2 separate regions of the Mus musculus genome follow, and region 2 is linked to region 1. Evidence: chromatin contacts called from public promoter capture Hi-C data. All regions are on one chromosome and are shown on one strand. Each heading gives the region's core, a stretch centred on a gene start, on an enhancer-like site or on the middle of the called end of the contact. The rest is flanking DNA. Distances are from core to core; before and after follow the strand shown. Region 1 holds the start of Aga (aspartylglucosaminidase). Region 2 holds the start of Hpgd (hydroxyprostaglandin dehydrogenase 15 (NAD)).

Region 1 (3,465 bases), core at 352-2,851:
AACTATTTAAAAAACTTATCAGTAACTATTTTTCTCTGTGTAAAAAATATGCCATCTTTAAGAGAGATAACTGAAACTATTTGGAGACAGTTGAACTTTAAAGTATTTTGAATTACAGCTTAACATTTCTTCATTTCTGTTTTTCTCATCTTGTGAGCTAGGGTCTTGCCATCTAGCCCTAAGCCCAAATGAAAATCCATGTACAAGTCTAGGCATGTCTACAAGTCTGGGTCTTCCTACCACAGCTACCTGAGAGCTGAAATTACAGGCATATGTCACTCATTAGATTACTAAAATATGCATATTTCACACTCTCAATGAGAACAAGTATCCCAGCAAGCCTCAGCAGAGTATTACAGTGGCAAATGACTTCATGTGGGTGAATTAATCTCACCTTCATGCAGCTTCTGAGATAATATTTTATAATTATAATTCTCATTTTCAGAAGAAAAGCACAGACATGGATGAAGTAATTCATTCAAGGCCACACAGTATATTTCAGAAGTTGCCCAGTTTCAAAAAGGCATTTCTCTAAGGTGTCCACGTTTCTTGTTTGTGTTTTGTGGTGTTCTTTGAGTATCGAGTGGGTAGGTATTGAAAGGAAAGACGTTTTACTTATAATTCCATGGATGTTGGTTTTAAGAAGTCTCCCCTCCCCAACTTCAATACTAGTAACTTTCACAGAATCATACCATGCATATAAAGGTGGAATTTCTTTGTTTGGTTATTGTTAGGAGGTCTCTTTCTTGGTCTGATTTCTCACTAACTCTGCTTCCCACACATCCCCGATAACATACAGATTTTTTCTGCACTGGATTCTGGATCCAACAGTGTCCACGAACATTTAATGTGATAGCAGTCTCAAGGGTGTCAAGGTTGGGGGCAATAAGGTACAATCCCAAGAAACACTGAAGATAATTTGAATGTATAAGTGATAAGGGCAGCGTCACAAACATTGATCAAATACATATGCATCCGTAGGAAATTATCAATTGTTTCCTAAACTGGAATCCAGAAGATAATGGAGAAACAGGAAGGAGGCTATCACAAGAAGTGTAGAGTGGAGGAAAAACTTTGTGGCAAAAGACTGCCACAAAAAGTGAGGCAGGTGACCCTGTACAAGTATAGCTAAGAGGCCCAATGTTAGAGGTCAGACAAGGTGGTGCAGGAAGCAGAACAATACACCAGATCCTAAAATGCAGCAGGGGCAGGGAAGATGGAGAGGGTCTGGTGTAAAGTCAGAGATGCAGGAAGGAGAGGAGGCTCGGCCTTCTGCAGCGGGTTCCCTCCTGCAACCTTAGGGACTGAGTGCAGCTTCCTGCAGAGGAGCTCACACAGTGCAGCCACCCGCCCCGGGCTGCCGCTCCCCACCTGCTTCAGTGGCATTCTTAAAAGGCCAAGTGTTGACGACCAGGGGCAGAGGGCTGGAGCCCCGCACCAGGGGCATGCCCAGGACCAGCAGTAGGAGAAGCAGAGACAGATTCGACTTCCGCTCCATAGCTGAGTGACCCGCCGAGCAGCGTGAAAAAAGTCCCCGCCGGCCGCGCGCCCAGCCGGCCAGCGCGAGAAAGGTCTCCACCAGCTCAGACTCAGGCAGACTCGTGATTCCCTTTAGTCTCATCCCCAACTTCCTCAACTCTCGCGAGACAACGAGGCCTTCTATTGGCCCAGTGAAGGTTTTTTTTTTTTTTTCTTTCTTTTTTTCTTTTTTTCCTTTTTTTCTTTTTTCTTTTTACAAATCTGATACTGTTTCTTTAGTGGTCTGGTCTGTCGACCTCTTTTTAGTTCTTTGTGAAAAGATACATACATATAATACTAGTACTTTTAGTGCTTAGCCCATTTTTTAAAGGGAGATTGACCTTATTGAAAATGAATATGAAAATATGTTACCCTAGTCGCACGATGCTTGAAAACTCAGATAACTGATAAGATATTATATGAGTTTTATGCATTTGCCATCTTAACTGCAAATTCAAGGTAGACAGCCAGCCCGATCTATAATCTACCCTGGACTTTCATTAAATTTTTAAAATGACTATAGAGTATAGGAGAAGTGCTCTTGCTTAGGACCTAGCTGTTTGAGGCATTTTCGACACAGACTTTTACATCCTTTCTTCACCACAGGTTTTTGTAGGACGTCCTTTAGTTACAAATCCCTGAGCTGCAGGGAAAGGACATGCTGGGCAAACAGAAACGTACCCTGTACATTGCCCACTGAAGTGCAGATTCCTTGCCTCCAGCCAAGAAGTCTAATTCCAGTCTTTTCTGAAGGTATTTTATTTTATCTTTGTGCCTGGCACCATTAAGTACTAAATAAATGTTTGAATAAAAGGAGAAATGGGAGCTTTACATGCATGGTACCGGCTGCTCATTTTGATAATTCAGTTGCTGTGCAGATGTGTGAGCATGGACCAGTAATCCCACTGGGACTCTGGGATGCTTGTCCATGTAGCTCAAGGAAGGCATAATTTTAAAGAGCATCTATAAATCTATCCAGACTGGTAAAATATGAACTAGGTGAGAGTTGTGAGGCTTAGAGAGTCTTCAAGGTTCTCATTGCACGGAAACTGAATCTGCAATTTAAACAGCATAAGATATCCTAGAATCATCCCCAGGCAGGCAAGTGCTATTAAAAAGTTAGGTGTAATTAAAAAGAAACGACACATGATCCTTCTATGGGGTTTTGGAGGAGGACCAAACTATTTGTGCTGTGCTAATGAGCATAAAGCTCTTGCTAGGTGAGATGAGAAAGATGGATGAAACGGAATAAGAAAGCAAGGAAAACACTTATTGTCTTCGGAATTAATTTTCCATAGCACCTGAGTTGTTATTTATAAGTTCAAAGAACCGAGACATGCCTTCAAGAATTATAAAATATAATACATGGTAAACTAGTCATGGTTCCTGAAGCTCGTTTTGGGCAATATAATTTCTCCAGCTGAAAGAACCTAGACTCACACAGAGGTAGGATAGCAAGGCAGGCAAATTTAAGGGAAGAAAATTGGGGGGATGGGGACCCTCCCTCTTGGGATCTAATTTTCCTTTCCTGCCTGAGAATCATGAAACTTCAACAAAACTGATAAAGCTTTTAGTCTGCAGAGATTATGTATATTCCTAAGGACAGCTCAAACAAGGATGTTAGAAACAACACATGATCAGTGTTTACTTCAAGAAGACTGGGTGCTTCTGTCTCGGACTGTATAATATTAGCATCCCTGTCTCATCTCCAAGTATAAACAGTAGGCCTTACAAATCTCTTAGCTTGAAGGAAATGTGATTTAAATGGCAAGATTTTCTAAATCCTAAAACCTTGTAATTGTATCCATTAGGGAATGTAACTTAGCCAGTATTCTCTATCTTTCTTTGTGCTTGTGTCTCTGGGTGTGTCTTTGTCTGTCTGTCTGTTTCTGTCCCTCCCTCTCTCACACACACTCATACCACAAACACACACACATGCACAGAGAG
Region 2 (3,465 bases), core at 440-2,939, 2.8 Mb before region 1:
AATACTGGCAGAATAACACATTAAATACCATGCGTGAAGCCATATAATTTATCTTTACTGGTCCCTAGTCCAGTAGCATGAATGTTGGGACTGGGCATGACTGTCATTGAAACTAAATGATATAGTATCAATAAAACCATTCTCTGGCAAAGGATGTTCTATTATGACTTCTCTTAAAGATCTCTTCTACTCATAAAGGCTACCTCTACTATCGGACAGATTAGCATTTTCAGATGTTAATGATGTTCTCTTTAATCCAATTACCCCTATCTTAGGTCCACTGTCTTCTAATGGATCCGTCCATTTTTATTCATAGGGTATATTCTAAGATGTAAGAAACCTAAGATCTCAGGATTCCATTGATAGACACTGTAGAGCAGGTTGGGTTTGTATTCTGACTTCCAGATTAAAAAGGTGCCTACCGATTTACTTTGTTTATTTGAACAATGCCCTTTGAAACATCTTTTTTTTTTCTATATTTTCCTGGAGAAATTATCTTTAGGGAAATCCTTTGAGCCCTCTATACAGCCAGTGTGCATTGCTGATGACAATATTCTTCCTGACATTTCACAAGTAGATGGATCTATTTTAAGAGACCACAGAAAAACAGGAAAACATTGGGGAAAAGCGATAGAGCCTTTTCTTCTTTAATTCTAAAGAAGAAGAAATTTAACGCCATACAGTTATTATTTTAAGTGCCATCTTAGAGGGGAAACCGAGCAAAGATCTGGCTAAAAGCAATTGCTTTGCCTGTGACCATGACCTGGAACTTGGCGTCTGAAGTGTCTAAGCGAAAGGCACGCTGAGTTTGATTGTTATTGGAGAAGTCTTCCAGCTCTCTGAGAACTGCTTGCCATAGTTCCGCAGCCTGTCCCCCTCACTGGGTAATTAACTGTAGCAGCACTGTCTTCGAATACACAAAAGATTTGATTACATTCTGTGCTGCCAAGTGGCTAAAACAGAAGGATTTCTTAGGCAGTCCTGTCTTACTTTTTATGTCCATTGGGTTATCAGAAAGAAGCACAGAAATTCAAACTATCCATTGGAGTTAGAAGGTCACAGCTTCCCGTGAGAGAGCGTTGCTGGCTCTCAGCCTTGTCTGCTCCTACCTGGCAGTCAGGTTGCTGCTTGCACAAGGTGTGTTCCCGAGTCTATGGATTGATTCCCCAACGTCTTACCTCTCAGTTGTTTCTGGTCAGCCACATCACACTGGACGAACAGTGTCTTCTGAGGTTCGAACTGCTCATCTAGGGCAGCTTTACATTTTACACCTGCCTCAAGATTCCAATCCACCAATGCTACCTACAAACAAGAAAAGAGGGAGCGGGTCTCCTATGAAGGAAACAGCCGCCACCAAGCCACAGACACACAAGCAATGGATAAAAAAGACGCTCCCTTCTTAGACCTCAGAATGTGCTCATCCAAGTTCGGGTTCTCTGCCAGCAGCGTTGGAGGTCGGCTTGCGAGCCTGGGGCTCGGCACCCCAGGGGCTCCGGCGGCGTGTGGGTGGACACGGAGAAGTCCTTACCTTGGCGCCATGGAGCAGCAGAGCCTCAGCGAAGGCTTTGCCTATGCCCTGTGCCGCGCCGGTCACCAGAGCCACTTTGCCGTTCACGTGCATGGCGGGTCGCGTCTCTGCGGGTGGTGGGCGAGCTCAGAGTCTGGACGCCGCAGCAGCTTTTATAGCCCACTCCGTGCGCGTGTGCAGCGGCCCTAGGAGCTCTCTTGCCAGTGGGCGGGGATGAAACTGTCAAGCCAGCGCCTAGGAAACCGACATTGTGTCACCTGCCCCTGAGCACCAGGGTAGGGTCGGCGCACAAGGTGATCTTTGCCTTCTAGGCTTTCAGCTGTTGCAGATTCCCCAGCAGGAATTTTCCCCAAGCCTCTGGCTGCATGAACACAGTGAGCTAAGAGAGGAAAAGCTGAAAGGAAGGAAGACAAACTTTCTGGAAAAGTTTCTTGAACGACTCAAAAGTTAATCTTACAGGAGAGAAGAGAAGAGGCTTGGAAACTTGGATTTCTCCTCACAGCCTCAATAAATATTAAATTAAAAGCAAGCAAAAGAAGGAATCAAAAACAATATTTTAAGGGGCGTTGCTGTGCACGTGTGTGTGTGTGTGTTAAGCTTTTTCATAACTTCTCATTTCATAAACAAATATAGTTATGGGCTTGGGGTGAGTGAGGATAACGCTTTTATTTACTGACGTTTTGTACAAACAGTGAGCACAAGAGTTTAATTTTGCTCTGACTCCCAAAACCTGAATCGTGTTCCAACGCCAGAGTTTTAAGAATCTTCCTGGAGTTTCTGTCTCAGATCAGTGTCCATTGTGTGTCATATTGAACTGTCCTTAGTCATGCCAGCATCAGTGGTAGCCTTGCATATTGTGATTTTGATGGAAGTTTACTTGCTGGACCACCTTGGCTCCTATGGCTCAGTAATCCAGATTTGGTATTGAGGTCCCCAGACCTGCAGGAACTGGAGCCCTGACTTTATGCCAGGGTGACTGTTTGCCAGGACACGAGTCCACTGACTAAGTCCCTTTCTCACGTTCACAGCGGCAGGCTTCAAAGTGCGTTCTGTCAGTTTAATTCATTGGCATTTATTTTCAGGCACAAAGACATCTGAGCACGCGGGAAGCCCGAGATTAACAGCAGAATGAGTTCTTTGTGTACTTTGCCTGCTTAGTGAAGGAAGCCTTGGTGAATGTGCCCGGTTCCTCAGGGAAGTGTTTGGAGAGGCTGCAGAAAATACAGAGTTGGTGTTAAGCCAACTGGTTTCAAAGTTGCCTTGAAACTAGATCTTGAAAAAAAATGCTGAGAAGATAGGAACATATTTATATCCAGCATTGTACTGAGAAGGGGAAGTAGAGGCACTGTATTTTAATTTTTTCTTTATTCTAGAGAATTTCATGCACATATACAAGGAAATATGTCTTGCTCCCTCCAAGTTTCCTCAGATGCCCGAACAACCCCTCCTCTCTTATTGTTTTTTTTCTCCCAAGTAAACTGCTAAGTTCAGTTAGTCCTACCCGTATACATTTGGGTGTGGGACTCGTCACTGAAACTCACCAGTGGGTGTATGTAAGGGCTTGATGTTGAATGAGAACAGCAGAGACAAATAAGAAGAAGACAGGCAAATAACAGAAAGCCAGGGCTGAAGGCTTGAGAAAAAGAACACATCTTCACCAGGAAGGATTTGCCCAAAGCTAGAAAAACAAAGCAAAACAAACAAAACAAAAAACAAAAACAGCTACTGCACTATGAGTGAAGATGTCTGAAGAGCAGTGGCTTTGCAGCGCTCAACAGAGAGGAACCGTTCCAAAAGTCAAGTGGTCCCTAAAGCTTTGATGGAGATGAGCGCCACATTTGGCAAAAGGTTTTCAATCAGCTAGAGCAGTAATAGCCAGTATGAGTAAATTTAAAAGGCACAGCACCTGATGCGAAGTTTTAGGAGAAAGTGGCTGG

What was found. Promoter capture Hi-C pulls out the DNA fragments that hold promoters and counts their contacts.
Region 2: a promoter capture Hi-C map of liver shows a contact between it and region 1, with 7 times the contacts expected there. The contact joins the promoter of Hpgd here to the promoter of Aga in region 1.

Annotation. Positions count from the first base shown.
Region 1 is chr8:53,509,838-53,513,302 of GRCm38.p6, reverse strand. It overlaps Aga (aspartylglucosaminidase), which reads right to left and starts at 1,601. Exons shown (of 9, transcript NM_001005847.2): 1 at 1,372-1,601. The coding sequence starts at 1,498.
Region 2 is chr8:56,292,776-56,296,240 of GRCm38.p6, reverse strand. It overlaps Hpgd (hydroxyprostaglandin dehydrogenase 15 (NAD)), which reads right to left and starts at 1,689. Exons shown (of 7, transcript NM_008278.2): 1 at 1,529-1,689; 2 at 1,179-1,302. The coding sequence starts at 1,621.